Linked DNA regions of Gossypium hirsutum: region 1 is linked to region 2. A link is a contact called in public Hi-C data. All regions are on one chromosome and are shown on one strand. Each heading gives the region's core, a stretch centred on a gene start, on an enhancer-like site or on the middle of the called end of the contact. The rest is flanking DNA. Distances are from core to core; before and after follow the strand shown.

Evidence for each region. Hi-C and Micro-C count contacts between places; a contact is called where the count stands out from the background.
Region 1: a contact with region 2 is called in a Hi-C map of leaf, with 1.6 times the contacts expected there. The contact joins the promoter of LOC121232028 here to the enhancer-like site in region 2.

The regions. Positions count from the first base shown.
Region 1 is chrA07:6,195,497-6,202,179 of Gossypium_hirsutum_v2.1, reverse strand. LOC121232028 (protein bicaudal C homolog 1-A) reads right to left here and starts at 3,304. Exons shown (of 1, transcript XM_041117361.1): 1 at 1,899-3,304. The coding sequence starts at 3,137. The coding sequence ends at 2,313.
Region 2 is chrA07:6,066,276-6,073,058 of Gossypium_hirsutum_v2.1, reverse strand. It overlaps LOC121232022 (signal recognition particle subunit SRP68), which reads right to left. Exons shown (of 14, transcript XM_041117349.1): 8 at 6,590-6,701; 9 at 5,760-5,887; 10 at 5,378-5,584; 11 at 5,173-5,282; 12 at 4,658-4,805; 13 at 4,339-4,488; 14 at 3,175-3,669. The coding sequence ends at 3,448. Among protein-coding and RNA genes, the nearest start is that of LOC121232022, 6.3 kb to the right of the region's middle. Within about 2 kb of position 2,223, at least 4 of the 9 cell types and tissues checked have an H3K27ac peak or open chromatin away from gene starts, as enhancers often do. A contact at or near this core is called in leaf, where this site is marked.

The sequences.
Region 1 (6,683 bases), core at 2,055-4,554, 130 kb before region 2:
GAACCTACTCCGTTCATTGGCTCCTACTGGTAATTGATAAAAACATAGTTATACTGCTTTGTCATGCCAAGCCAAGTCAAGCTAGGAACCAGTTTTTAACACAGTCCTCACCAAGATGGAAAATCTATGGGCAAATTTCCTGTCAGCATATCATCCATATTCATTGTTGTTTTCTGTTTTCGACTTATGCTACCTAGACTCCTATATATTTTCTTAATATACACATGTCCTGCACATATTTCAGCATAATCATGGGACTATACATGATGGGCATTTAAGTATAACATAGTATTCTTCAAAAATGCTGGCACCATTTATCTTTGCATCTCATCCCAACTCAGTATGAACAATTGTCTATAAAGAAGATATGAAAGATCCCAAAAGTAATATATAACACCCAAAGTTACTAATCTATTAGTATTTAGCAACTTTAGGTTTTCATCACTTAGCTTCAAAAAGTTATAAAATTGTCATTAAACTATTCAAAAATTTTCATTTAAGTTCTTAAACTGTTAAAATTATTGTTATATGGCATTCTTTGTTTCTTTGTTTGCACTTTCTGCACCAATCAAAAGCTCTTATTTCGTCTCTCTTTTATCTGTCAGATCGACTTGGATCTAAGGTATACTCTTCTACTTGTCAATGAATATTGATCCACAATACCGATCATGAAATCGTCACTTGGAGTTCGCTAGCCGGATTTTAAAAAAAACTTAACAATCCAATAACTAAAATAAAAACTTTTGAATAGTTCAATAATTATTTTTATAACTTATTGAAGTTGAGTAATTAAAATATAAATCAACTAATAGTTTAATGATCTTAGGTATAGTTACCCATATAAGAAACAAAAAATGCATTCATGCATATGGCCCTAAAACAAATCCACTAAAACTGGCTTTGGCAAAGGGACTTGGGATTGAAGATGAACTACCCTAGGTGGAAGAAGCTGCTCCACCTAGTTTTTGGCATGATATTATGATGTGTTAAAACTTTTTCTAGTTTTCAATAGCAATTAAATATATTTCTCTTGAATAAAGGTCAACCAAATTAGCTATATGTTTGACAATTTTGTTTCTAGAGGGAACAAATATAGAAACTTCAACAACCGTAGCAAAGAAACATTTATTGCGCCATTGCTTCATTCCAAGCTATTAACCTTCTGGATGAATACGTCACAGTAATCACAATGCATGTTGTCAAGGCTACATGGTGCATTTCTATCCACTAGCAACTTGGTAAATTACATTTTATTCCTTCTACTAAAAAGGCAAATTAATCTCTTTACATATGATTGAAGAGTAAATTAGTTTTTTCTGTTAAATTTTTTATTCATTTATACTGTTAAAAACTGAAGTGATTGACAAAATAATCAACAACAGGCACGTGGCGTGTCACGTATACCACATGCTAATGTATATTGACCAATTTTTAACAGTAAAAATGTAAATTTTTTACCAAAAGCATTATTTTATTTTTTGATCTAACATATAAAAATTAATTTACCTATTTCCTGAATGAAAAGAACAAATTGCAGCCCAATTCTTAATACAATAACCTCTAATTACTTTTTAGTTAAGTGCATCAAATGCGCCTTCCCTAAAAGGGTCTAGCCTTCACAACACAAATCACTAGTCTCATAGCTTAAAGAAATAACAATATAGCATCTAATTGTAAAACATATATTCCATTCAATGAGAAAACAATAGGAATATGATTTGAAAATACTTTAATTTTCGTCAAGCACTTTTCTTTAACCAAAATACAAGCTAATATTATCTTGTCTCACTTTCTTTTTTTTCTATTAAAATTCTCAACAATAGTTAGCATTAACTTAACAAAAGAGCACCTTAAAAATCTAACCAAAAACCCAGTAAAACTACCATACAAACCCGCTCTACTAAAATTCAAAATGCATTTTATTCTTAAAAATGAATAAATTAATCCCTGTACATTTGATTAAAGAGTAAATTTATCTCTTCTAGTAAAATTTTCATCAATATTTATTATTAAAAATTAACGATATTGACAAAACAACTGGACAATTTCAGTGCCACAGAAAAAAGACCAATTTTTTACCTAGAATTGGACAATTTGCTCTTTGATATAATATAATATAATGTATAGGGACTAATTTGCTACGAGTGAAAACGTAAAAATACAATACTCCGTCAATGATACTTTTACAAAAAAAAACCCTAATGATTCTCCTACTTCACTACACCAAATGTTAATGTAAACAGAGAAAGAGCTAATAAAAGCTTTAACTTACATTGCAATGGCGGATAAATATCTCCATCACTGCAAAAACGTTATGAAAACCCTTTACTAAGCTTCTGAATAGCACAAAACATTTTCCTTCTAGAACCAACTGCATTTATTCCCATATCTTTCAAATCTTCCAATGTTAGCAATGGCAAAACCTCATCATCAACTTCATGGATCTCGAAAAGTGGAGCGTACCTTCCTAAACCCAATTTATTTAGCCATATTCGAACCCCATCTTCATGCACTGGTCTCCTTCTGTGGATACCCAAATTATCCAAACAATGAATTGGACTCTGTTCTTTAATGGGACTCTCTGAATTCTCCATATCGAAACAATCGTTATCTTCACCACCACTGTATTTATCTTCCGTGTTGTTTTCGCCGTTGATATTAGCGTTTCCGCCGCTAGAATTGTCGAATTTAGGAACCCAATTGGATCTGATCCGTTTAATAGCGGGTCCCCGTTTCTTGATATCTTTAACCCTCCAGCTACCAATTGTGACGCCGTCTAAATTATTATTGTTTTCGTTAGCTTCTCTTTCGTCATCGAAGGTGCCGTTGTTGGTGGTGTCAGCGGCGGCGAGATTGGGAACAGTGCGAGTTTTTGACGATTTAGAATTCAAACCGCCGACTGAGGTGTTTAACGAATGGTGGGGTTGGTTTTTCCATTGCTTAGAGGCGGCAGATACGGCGGAGGGAGCTGTGGGTCTTCGTGTGTGAGAATCATAGGATTGGTCGCCACCAATGTCGCCTAATCGAACGCTGGGACGTCTTTGGCGTTTGGATCCAACGGTGTCGGATGAAACGACGGCGACGGAGGGTGGTACGACGCCGTTTAGCTGGTCATAGGATTGCTGTATATCAGCCATAAGTGGGGGGTTTGGGGGGTAACGGGTGGGAAAGAGAAGCTGAAATACAAGAAAGTGAAGTGGGAAGACACTGTGGAAGTGATGTTTGGGTAATAACACGTGTCCTCATTACCTACAAAGGAGAGGACTCTCTGAGTCAGCCCCGTGTTGTTTTTTATTTTCCTTCTTCCTTGCCCTCAATCCTTTTGGAGTTAACAATTATTAGCGTATTTTTGTTATTATTTAATTATAATAATTTTTAATTTAGTTATTAATGTCTTAAATATAAATTTTTTGATTATTTATATTTTAGGTTTTTTTGTCACTTTTTATTTAATTGTTAATTAAAGTGATGATGTGATCTTTTTCTAATCGGTATAATAACATATTTAGTCATCAATACTTACACATTCTATCAAGTTGATCATAATTCTAAATAATTCAATAAATTTAAACATCTACATTTACAAATTTTTATCAATTTGATCCACAAACATATATAATTAAATTTATTTAATTATATACCATTATGAAAACTACATACACGAAACCTTTATCCAATGACATTGTCAAATATGTGTGTTATCTCATAAGATATCATTGACCCCTTTAGGTTAAGTTCATCACCTAATCCGATCCATTTTATCTGATGATCAACATTTTATCTTTTGCAATGAAAACGACTATCACTTACAAACAGCAATGATTAGTCATTCATCGTAAACAAATAACCTATGGTCACGCTCCATTTTTATAATTCATACAATACCAGTGAGGATGTCACTCTTTTTTTTTAAGTTATGATTCCACTACTGTAAGTGAAATCATGTCATGCACAAGTCATTTGCTCAATATACCAACTTTTGACCCACTACCATGAGAGCATAGGCTTTTAATATATCAAAATGTATCATTTATACACACATGACGATTCACTTACATTGGATTAAGGTAATTAGCACAATGAATGTCATAAGTGAAAAAACCATAAACAGCTCTAGGATAAATTCATCTTGGATTTAGTCTAAACAATCACAACTATATTTCTATTTTTAGGAGTCAAATTAGTTTCGATAGCCAAGATGGGCATTTTCCCAATTGTATTTATAGACGACATAATAATCTTATTTAAAATTAAATCATTTTCTCTATAAGATTCTATATACCATGGATAATTTAGATTACTTACTAATAATAGTTATCTTCTCGCATTATAATTGTCTAGATAATCAACTTACTATTAGTTAAACCTTAGGTAACCAATGAGCTATTATTTTCTTATGGATTTTACTTTTTATATAAAAACCATTGCAAACAATCATATAAAAATTAAGCAAAAGAACGTGTGTTAATTTCATTTATTCAATCAATTTGGAAAAAAAATATACAAGCAATCATGACGAAATTAAGAGCACAAATCCTAATATTAGCAATAGCTTGTGCCAGTGTCACAGGATTTGTAAAGAAACCCGCGACCAAGGCACACTTTGATGTTCCTTTTTGTTCATTGGGGGTCATTCGGCCCAACTGAATTGACCCATTGCTTGGAAAAGACTCAAAGCCCATCTACTTGGAACCTGGCTAAATTGTAAACATTATATTTTGTCAGGATAATTATTGTAAATCCTAAAGGATAAATGTAACGCCCGAATCCTGACCTTATCGTCGAGTTCGAGCTACGGTGTAACAGCCCAGTTTAGATCCTAGTCGGAATAGTGGTTTCGGGACACCAATTCGAGTCAAAAAAATATTTTAATATTATTTTCTGTGCTTATAATACGTGAATTAATATGTGTGAAAGTTTCATATAAAAATTTGATCGTTTGTATGCCTAATTTAGAAAAAGGACCTAATCGTGTAAAGTGCAAAAGTGACTTGCTATTTGTTAAAGTACTAAACTGCTAAAATATCATTTACATGGTGAGTGGACATTAATGGCCTTAATGTTAATCTTTTATATGTTTCTTAATCATGGATAAAATGGTAATTGATGTATTATTATGTATTAATTAAAAAAAACAAAAATGTGGCCATTTTGTTCATCTTTTCATACCGAAAATATAAGAAAAGAAAGGGTTTGATCTGTTTTCGATAATTTCTATGTTTTTGTGATTATTGCTTAGTGTTCTATCTAGCCCATGTCTTAATTTCTAGAACCGATGATGATTTTGAGTTATACCATTGATGAAATTGTGAGTTTTGTGACGTTAATTGATGAAATATGGAAGCTTGATGATAGATAAATATGTTTTGTATTGGGATTTTTGATGAATTTGATTATTATGGGCTAAATTGTGAAAATGAGATTTTGAGGGACTAAAATGTGAAATAAATAAAATATATGGGCTAGAGGAAAATTCGGCCTAGCATGTGTAACATGAAATTATGTGTATTTTTTGATTCTATGAATTAGGGACTAAAGTGTCAAAAAGTAAAAAGTGAAAATGTGAGGGCTAATTTGTAAAATGCCCTAAATATGTACATATGGATTGAATTGAATGGTTTGTTGAATAAAATAGTTAAATTTGAATGTGTATAGATCAAGAACCAAAGAAAATGAAATTAGATCGGGAAAAGTTGAAAGTAGTTGAATAGCCGTTCGTTTCCGTTCATTCCTGTACAAGGTAAGTCGATATACAAATAAATGTGTTTGAATTGAATTATTATTGCTTATATGTTAAATGAATAGTGAAGAATGGCTATTTGAGTTGAAAATGAGAAATCCGAGAAAGTTCCGATAATGTGACGACGTTTGAAAAGTCCCGTATGAAGCATAGGAATAGTTAGGATACATATGTCATGACATAGGATTTCGATGTGTGATTTCGTGTAAGACCACATCTGGGACGTTGACATCGATTTGAGGTTTACGTGTAAGACCATGTCTGGGACATCGGCATCGTATTTGATTTTGTGTAAGACCCTGTCTGGAACAGTGGCATCGATATTTGATTACATGTAAGACCACGTCTGGGATGTTGGCATTGTATGAGCTTTTCAAGCTATCCACGTATCCTATTTGATTCCGTACGGTTCAACGAGCATTTCGAGAAACGAATGACTATGTGAATGTGTATCCAATTCAGGTACGTTTGAAATATATATCATGTTTGAGAAAAAAAGGTAAGTATATGTACATTTGTGGACATATGATATATGTGTGAATTATTATGAGAATGAAATGTGTTATATGTAAGTGAATTATGATCAAATGAGCTATATAAGACATATTAATATGTGATTGTATTTTTCCATGAGCTATATGAATGAATTGGTTTAGAAATGTGTTATGAGATAAGTTTATTTGTATATGGCTTACTAAGCTTTTAAAAGCTTACTCTGTGTATGTTTACAATTGTTTTGTAGATATTGAAGCTATCGGGAGCTCGGGGATCGTCAAGGATCATCACCATACTATCGAACACTATTTTGATACCTTTTGAAAATGTGAATATTGAAGTATGGCATGTACAAACTAGAAGTATTTGAATATGATTTTGGAAGTGTATATCATACCATGTGATATGGCTAGTGTCATGGGTTGTGCATGAGAGCCCGCAACCATGA
Region 2 (6,783 bases), core at 974-3,473:
GTTAGGGCACGATTCTTCGAATTCTTTAAATACCGACCATTGCCTTTATTTTGAAAATTTTTTAGAGTGAACTGGTAAGAGGATATCCGAATATTCAAGACAAACAAAGAAAGCAAAACCCAATACGTTAGGGCACGATTCTTCAAAGTCTTTAAATACCGAACATTGCCATTATTTTAAAAACAATTGAGAATAGATCTGTGAATAAATTAATTTGGGCAATTAAAATTTAAAAAAACGAAAATAATGGTATGTCACATGCAAATAATATTACCATAATAAGCTGAACGATGCATATTAACAATAAAACATAGTGGCAAAAAAAAAGATTTAATGACAATTAATAAAATGGTAGTGGTAACATGTTAATAATGGTACAAACAAAAGAAATAAAAACAATTATATAAATATATAAAACAGAAGAAAATAGGAAAAAGGATTCCTGTAATACACATATTAATAATAAGAAAATAGTCAAAATAGGCAGAGTATAGTTTTAAAACGGGATCTTCAAAAGAAATAAATTGTATATATGAAAATATAATATATATACATAGATAAAGAAAGGATCTATACATAAAAATAATAATGTGAAAACGATAATATATATACATATGGAGGGATAAAACAAATATAAAAAGAAAATATATAGGGTAATGAAAATGTAGAATTAATTAACTATAATAATAGTAATAATAGAATAATGCTACAATAACAATAAACATAGTAATAACGATTAAAATAATAATAACAACAACAAAATAGAAGACAATAATAATAATATATTAATAAAAATAATAATATAAAAATAAAAAAATAAAAAAATAAAAAAATGTTTCTAATAATAATAATAAATCAATAATGATAATAAATATATACAAAATAATAGTAACAGTAATAAAATAAGTATAATAATAATATAATAATAATAATAACAATATTAAAAATAACACTCTCCCCCTTCCTTCTAAATCCGGCCATCGGTTCTGCCTTGTTCCGGTCACCGGACCCCCACGGGCCACCGTCGGCGGCACCGTGCAAGGCAGCTGGACCTAAAAAAAAATATTTTTCGGTAATTCTAAAATAGGTAAGCTTCTTCCTTTTATTTTTATTTTCGTATAAGAAAACAAAATAAAATTGAAAGGAAAACAATAAACAAAAAAGAATTTAAAACGAGAATAGACAAAAAAAACCTCTTTTGCTTTGATATTTGATTAATCTCCAAAAAAGAACTCCCCCCTTGTACAATAGTTTTGAATGGCTTTTATAGCCAACTTTTACAACTGATTGCCCTTTCTTTTTATAGGCAAGTGGGGTGATGGAGATAGTGGATGGTTTAGTGGGATGATGGAGTTAGTGGGGTGATTTAGTGGGGTGATTTAGTAGGGTGTGGGGGTGATGGAGGTAGTGGATGGTTTCTCGTATTGGGTCATGGCATAAATTAGTTGGGCTGTGTAGTGTATTTGAGTTTGGGTTTGTGAGCTTTGGGCCCGAGCATAAATTTGGTCCTACACCAAGTATTATCCTATAATCTTATACTTGATGAAAAATGCTGGTAAGTGTATTGGAGAAGAAAAAATTGGGTGATTTTGAATGCATTGATGCCACTTAGTTTTTTACTAAGAGAAATAGTTGATGAAGCATGCAATGCAAGCTTCATGTTATCAATAAAAGGAAAGGCAAATGTTTGGTAGAGAATATTGGACCATTATCTCTCTCCTTTTTAAAGGAGGAGAAAAAAAAGGTTAGGCAATGGTAATTGTATTATTGGAACAATAGACCAAATGGTCCTCCACATTTTCCTTTCTCTTAATCACACCTTTAAGAATCCAATCTCATACGTACACCCAAATTCACTTACTTTGCCTCAATTTGGAGACTTTTTTCTTCCCTTACCCAACTTCACAATTTTACTTACCAAAGTCCCTAGTAATTTAACTTCACAACAAAAATTAAATGAAGGACATGTATCTGTTATTATTATTATTATTATTTTAATATTATCTAAAAACATGTTTTAGTGTTTGTAGAGTTTTTTAACCTTAACGGATTTAGGGTTTGATTTAAGGTTTTTTTTTTAAAAAAACAAGAAGATGGAACAAAATGAGGAAGAAATGAAGAGAAAAATTGAGTTTATAATTTGCATGAATCCTATTATTCTCCACCACCATTAAAAGCTTATAATGATTTTGATCAGAGTGGTACAAGATCCATAAGCCCATTTCAGGCATGTTAGTTTAGAGGCCCAATTGCCCATCGCCTAAGGGAAGACCTTCTATAAAAATATTAATCATATAAAATGTGTAAAATATATAATATACATTTAAATAATATTTAAATTCACTAATATTATTATATATGAAATCTATCAACTTAGAATTATAATAAAAATATAAAAATTAATTGATTGTAACTCATTATTCATGTTTTGATTTATTAAATATGAGATTAAATATTTTTTAAATAATTAATATAAATTATTCATAAAATTTAATTTGAACATATAAATCATATTTTAAATATTAAAATAACATTAAAAAAATATTCCAATTTTAAATATATAATAATATATAGTTGAAATAAATTTCAAAAAGGAAAATAGTTAGAAAATTCAATATAAATATTTAAGAAACTTTACCGTTTTTTGGCTGTGAGAATTTTAATGTTAGATGATAAATAAGAATTAAAAACATGATCCACTAATGTATTTTATAAAATTTTAATTTAAGGATAAAAACCGAATTTATATATAAATTTTAGTCAATTAATTTTAACTTCAATTGTAAGTACAAAAGAATTAATTTTAATTTAACTGTATACATTTAAATTAATAAATGCATTTATTTATTTTCAGATTAAATTAATATAATTGTTTATGTACATAATATATCGATAATGTTAGTTAGTTACTATAAAAATTGAATCAAATACAAATTTCATAAAATCAAAATTCATATATGACATTATACATTAGATCAAAGTTCCTGTATAATTGTGATATTTATCCCTTTAATTTTACATGGTAAAACATCTATTTAAATATTTCCATCCAAAACTGCATTTGAAGATAAAAATATTGGCTTAACAAAATAATAATTCAAAATTAAACAAAAATTAAATCTGTAAGATCAGTCAAAATCTATTATCCATACAAGCAAAACAAATTCAGATATCTAAACTAAAATAAAAATGGATTCAGATCTCAAATTTAAGGAAATTCCGATCAGATACAATAAAACTAATATCAGAATCTGAAAATCATCCAAATAAAAAAAAACGATTTTTTACTGTCCAAAATATTTCACATCATCTCAGTCTAAATACCAAAATTTTGCAGTTAACCAAATCATGAAGTCAAACGTCAAAAGTCAAAAGCATGTGAAAAGAAAGCGGTTTTTAATTTTTGGTTCTATTCCTTTCAAATCAAATCTTACCTTGAACTGTAACTCAACCCCAAAGCCTACTAATGAAACCCTTCTTGTCTTTCTTCATCCTGTTTTCTATAGATGGGAAATCAATGGCATTATAAGCCAAGTCTAAAACGATTGGATTACGGGGTATTGACTGGAAGGCCGGCGGGAAGGGTTCTATACGCGGAACAGCTTTCACATTTGACTCACTAATTGCGGGCTCGTAGAGATCGAGTTTCTCGAGTAGGTATTTTTCCACCTGAACCACTCCAAAGCAGCATCATTACAACAATGTAGCAAAATCGGGATCATAAGCAAAACAAATTATCATGAACGAAGGAGTTTATGCAACAATGGAAATAAATGTTATCGTGATAATTTCTATAGGATTCAAAATTAGTTAAGGATGCCAGTGGGTATTATGCAATTTCTACAAAATCCAAATCTAAATATGCAAATCTGCTTAATATTTGCATTAAATCTACGAGTATTATTATTTGGAATCCAAATCGGAATTAATTCAATTATCTGTAGGATATAAAAATCCACTAAATATTTTAGTATAGCAAGTCCAAAAGTTTTTCAAAAATAAAATGGATAATGGATTTGGATATCTGAATCTGGCTCCGTAACCCACAAAAGTAAAGTGGATTCAGATAACAGATATCTGAATTCGTTATCTCCAAAAGTAGAGCATATTTGAAATTCTGGATAATGAATATCGAAGGGTTAATATCCACATCCGCGCCAATCCACTATGGATGGTAAATAATTTATTCAAATCCGAATCCGCAATATTTGAATATGCAAAAAAGTAAGTCAAATATCCACAAATATCTGACTCTGCAATTTCCATTGCCATCCCTAACTGATTGACTACTTGAGAACTCATCATGTAAATAGGAAACTTTTTAAATATAAATTATACCTTCTTGTCAGCTCCAGTTAGTGATATAGTAGATATTTTCTTTGAAAGATTCTCAGGAGCTTTCACCTCCTCGATAATTCCAGTTGCATGCTCTATGCAACTGTAAGATCGGCATTCATCATATAAAGTCTTCAACTCTTTGATCATCACCTGTAAATAATATAAAGGTACCAACTAAATACGGATCAGATGTCTGAACCCAAAGTTAAGAGACAGTGCTAAAGAAAACGTTGCAAGTGTCAAGCACGTCATTTGCATATATACATGCATTCAGCAGTTTAACACAGAAAATATACCAAAAATAGTGGGGAAGGCGAACCCTATTAAATATAGACAACTGATCGGTTTTACTATGAGCTTGAAACTTCCATAGGGCATTCTCGGCGAGAGAGCGAGCACGGCAGTATAGCGCATATGCTTCGGATCTCTTTCCAGCTAAACTATATGATCTTGCCAAGTAGAAGCACCTGCAAAGAAATCCAGAGGTCCATGCATCAGTTTCACAAGGCAACCTCTTGTAGTAATGCACCCGAAATTAATGTTAAAAAACAATGAATCGCTTCTAAGTCAACTTAATTTCATCATTTGAAATGCAGGAAATTAACGATTCTATTTCACTACTCCTAACAGCACCACGAAGGAGAAAAATCCTTCAAATGAAGAAACTGGAGAAAACTGCAGAATGTCATCATCCAGAGGTCAAAAATAATATTTTATTTTCTTGGAAAAGGAGAACAAGGATATTATTTAGAACTGGTTGATGCAGATATTTAAGCATAAATATGCTACCCAATAAAAAGGAAGACTTTATAGAGTTATGTAAGAGAAATTAACCTTTCAGCTCGGAAGGCCAAACTTTTAAGTTCACACTCTTCAGCAAAGGTCACTTCTTCAGGTTTTCTATCTCTTCCAGAACTAACTAAATCAGATAGATCAGCTGTATTCTGCCAAATAGCATCAATTAAGCGAACTAAGAATTAGTACAAGCTTCTTTTCCTGGAAAGCAACGCATGCCAAAAACAGATATTCCCTTCCTCACCTGTAATAAAAGATCATATAAGCGGACCAACTCCTCAGGCTTGGTGACTTTCTCGTTTTTGTCATCACGACGTCTTGTAAGTTTGCTCTTTGCAATGCTAACCAACAACTGATTGCGCTCAATTGTTCGTTGACCTAGAACAGCACTAACAGCCTTATCCAGACCATTTAAGTCATCTTTCACATTTTCAGCACTACCTGCACTGGCCTAGAGTGTATGCTAAATCATCAACATCAGCCTCAAAGAAGTGATTTGGAAATCAAGAGTTCGGAAATAATTGCAACTTTTAAATCCTACTAAGAAATAGTACTAAGGAAAAAAGAAATGAGAAGTACACAATTTCTACGGAAAGAAAGCAACACTACAAATTAACACTTCATACCAAGTCACTCCGGATACAGCTCCTAGCTTCATGATATGCTGTAAAAACTTTATCAAAAGTTACTAGTCTTTTCTCAGCTGAGAGTGAATCGGCTAAAGGGCCATGTAAATCTTTTTCCAGTTCTTGGGCTGCAAATTTTGCACACAGGAAAAGTATAAATTTAGGCCATATGTCCTCTTAACCAACTTGAAGGCTCACAAGGATAACCAGAAAACAAGAATAAAAAAGTTTCAAGCACACAGGTGCTTTTTTCACATCTACAATTAATGAAAAAAACATGATTTGTGACACTGAATTCAACTGAAGCTAGAAATTTTTACTGCTAGAATTGGCTACATCTTAAATCTAGCAGACAAAGAAGAGAGAAGCAGAAAGGAGTGCAGCACAGAAATTTGAAAGCTAGCTTCAACTGCAATTTAAGTCTGGTTTAGGTGCTAGGATGAGTCATTAAAGCAATGAGCTAAAAAATTGAAAAATAAAATGCAAAAAAAAAATTATTAAGAGCAAATACTGACTCTAAGTGCCAATAAAATGAAAGCTTAATATATTGACTATGTTCAAATTTGGCATTTAATGGATCTAGGGTGAAGAAGAGAAGACTAAGGAAGGTGAATATTTTTGTTTTCATCTGAAACAGAAGATATTTGACAATCAAAACCACACCCATAATTCTTCAGTTGTCAGTAGTTTATGCATAATTTAAGAAAATATATAGGTCAATCATAGATTACCATAACAACTTCCAAGTGGTTTTCAGTCTTGATTTTTAATATGAGCCATAAACACGCTAACCTCATTACTGACATTCACAGGAAAAGCTAATGGCAAACCTTTCAAAATAGCAACCCGAGTTTTTGCATTAGTAATTGGGAATCTATTGCCAAGCCAATGAAACTCTGTCAGAGATGCAGCCTGTTGTGATCTTGCCTCCGCCATAGCGGCCTGCAAATCAGGATAGTATAAGACATCAATGTAACCGACAAAACCATCTGCAGAATAAAGAGAAAGGACAAAAGTTATTATC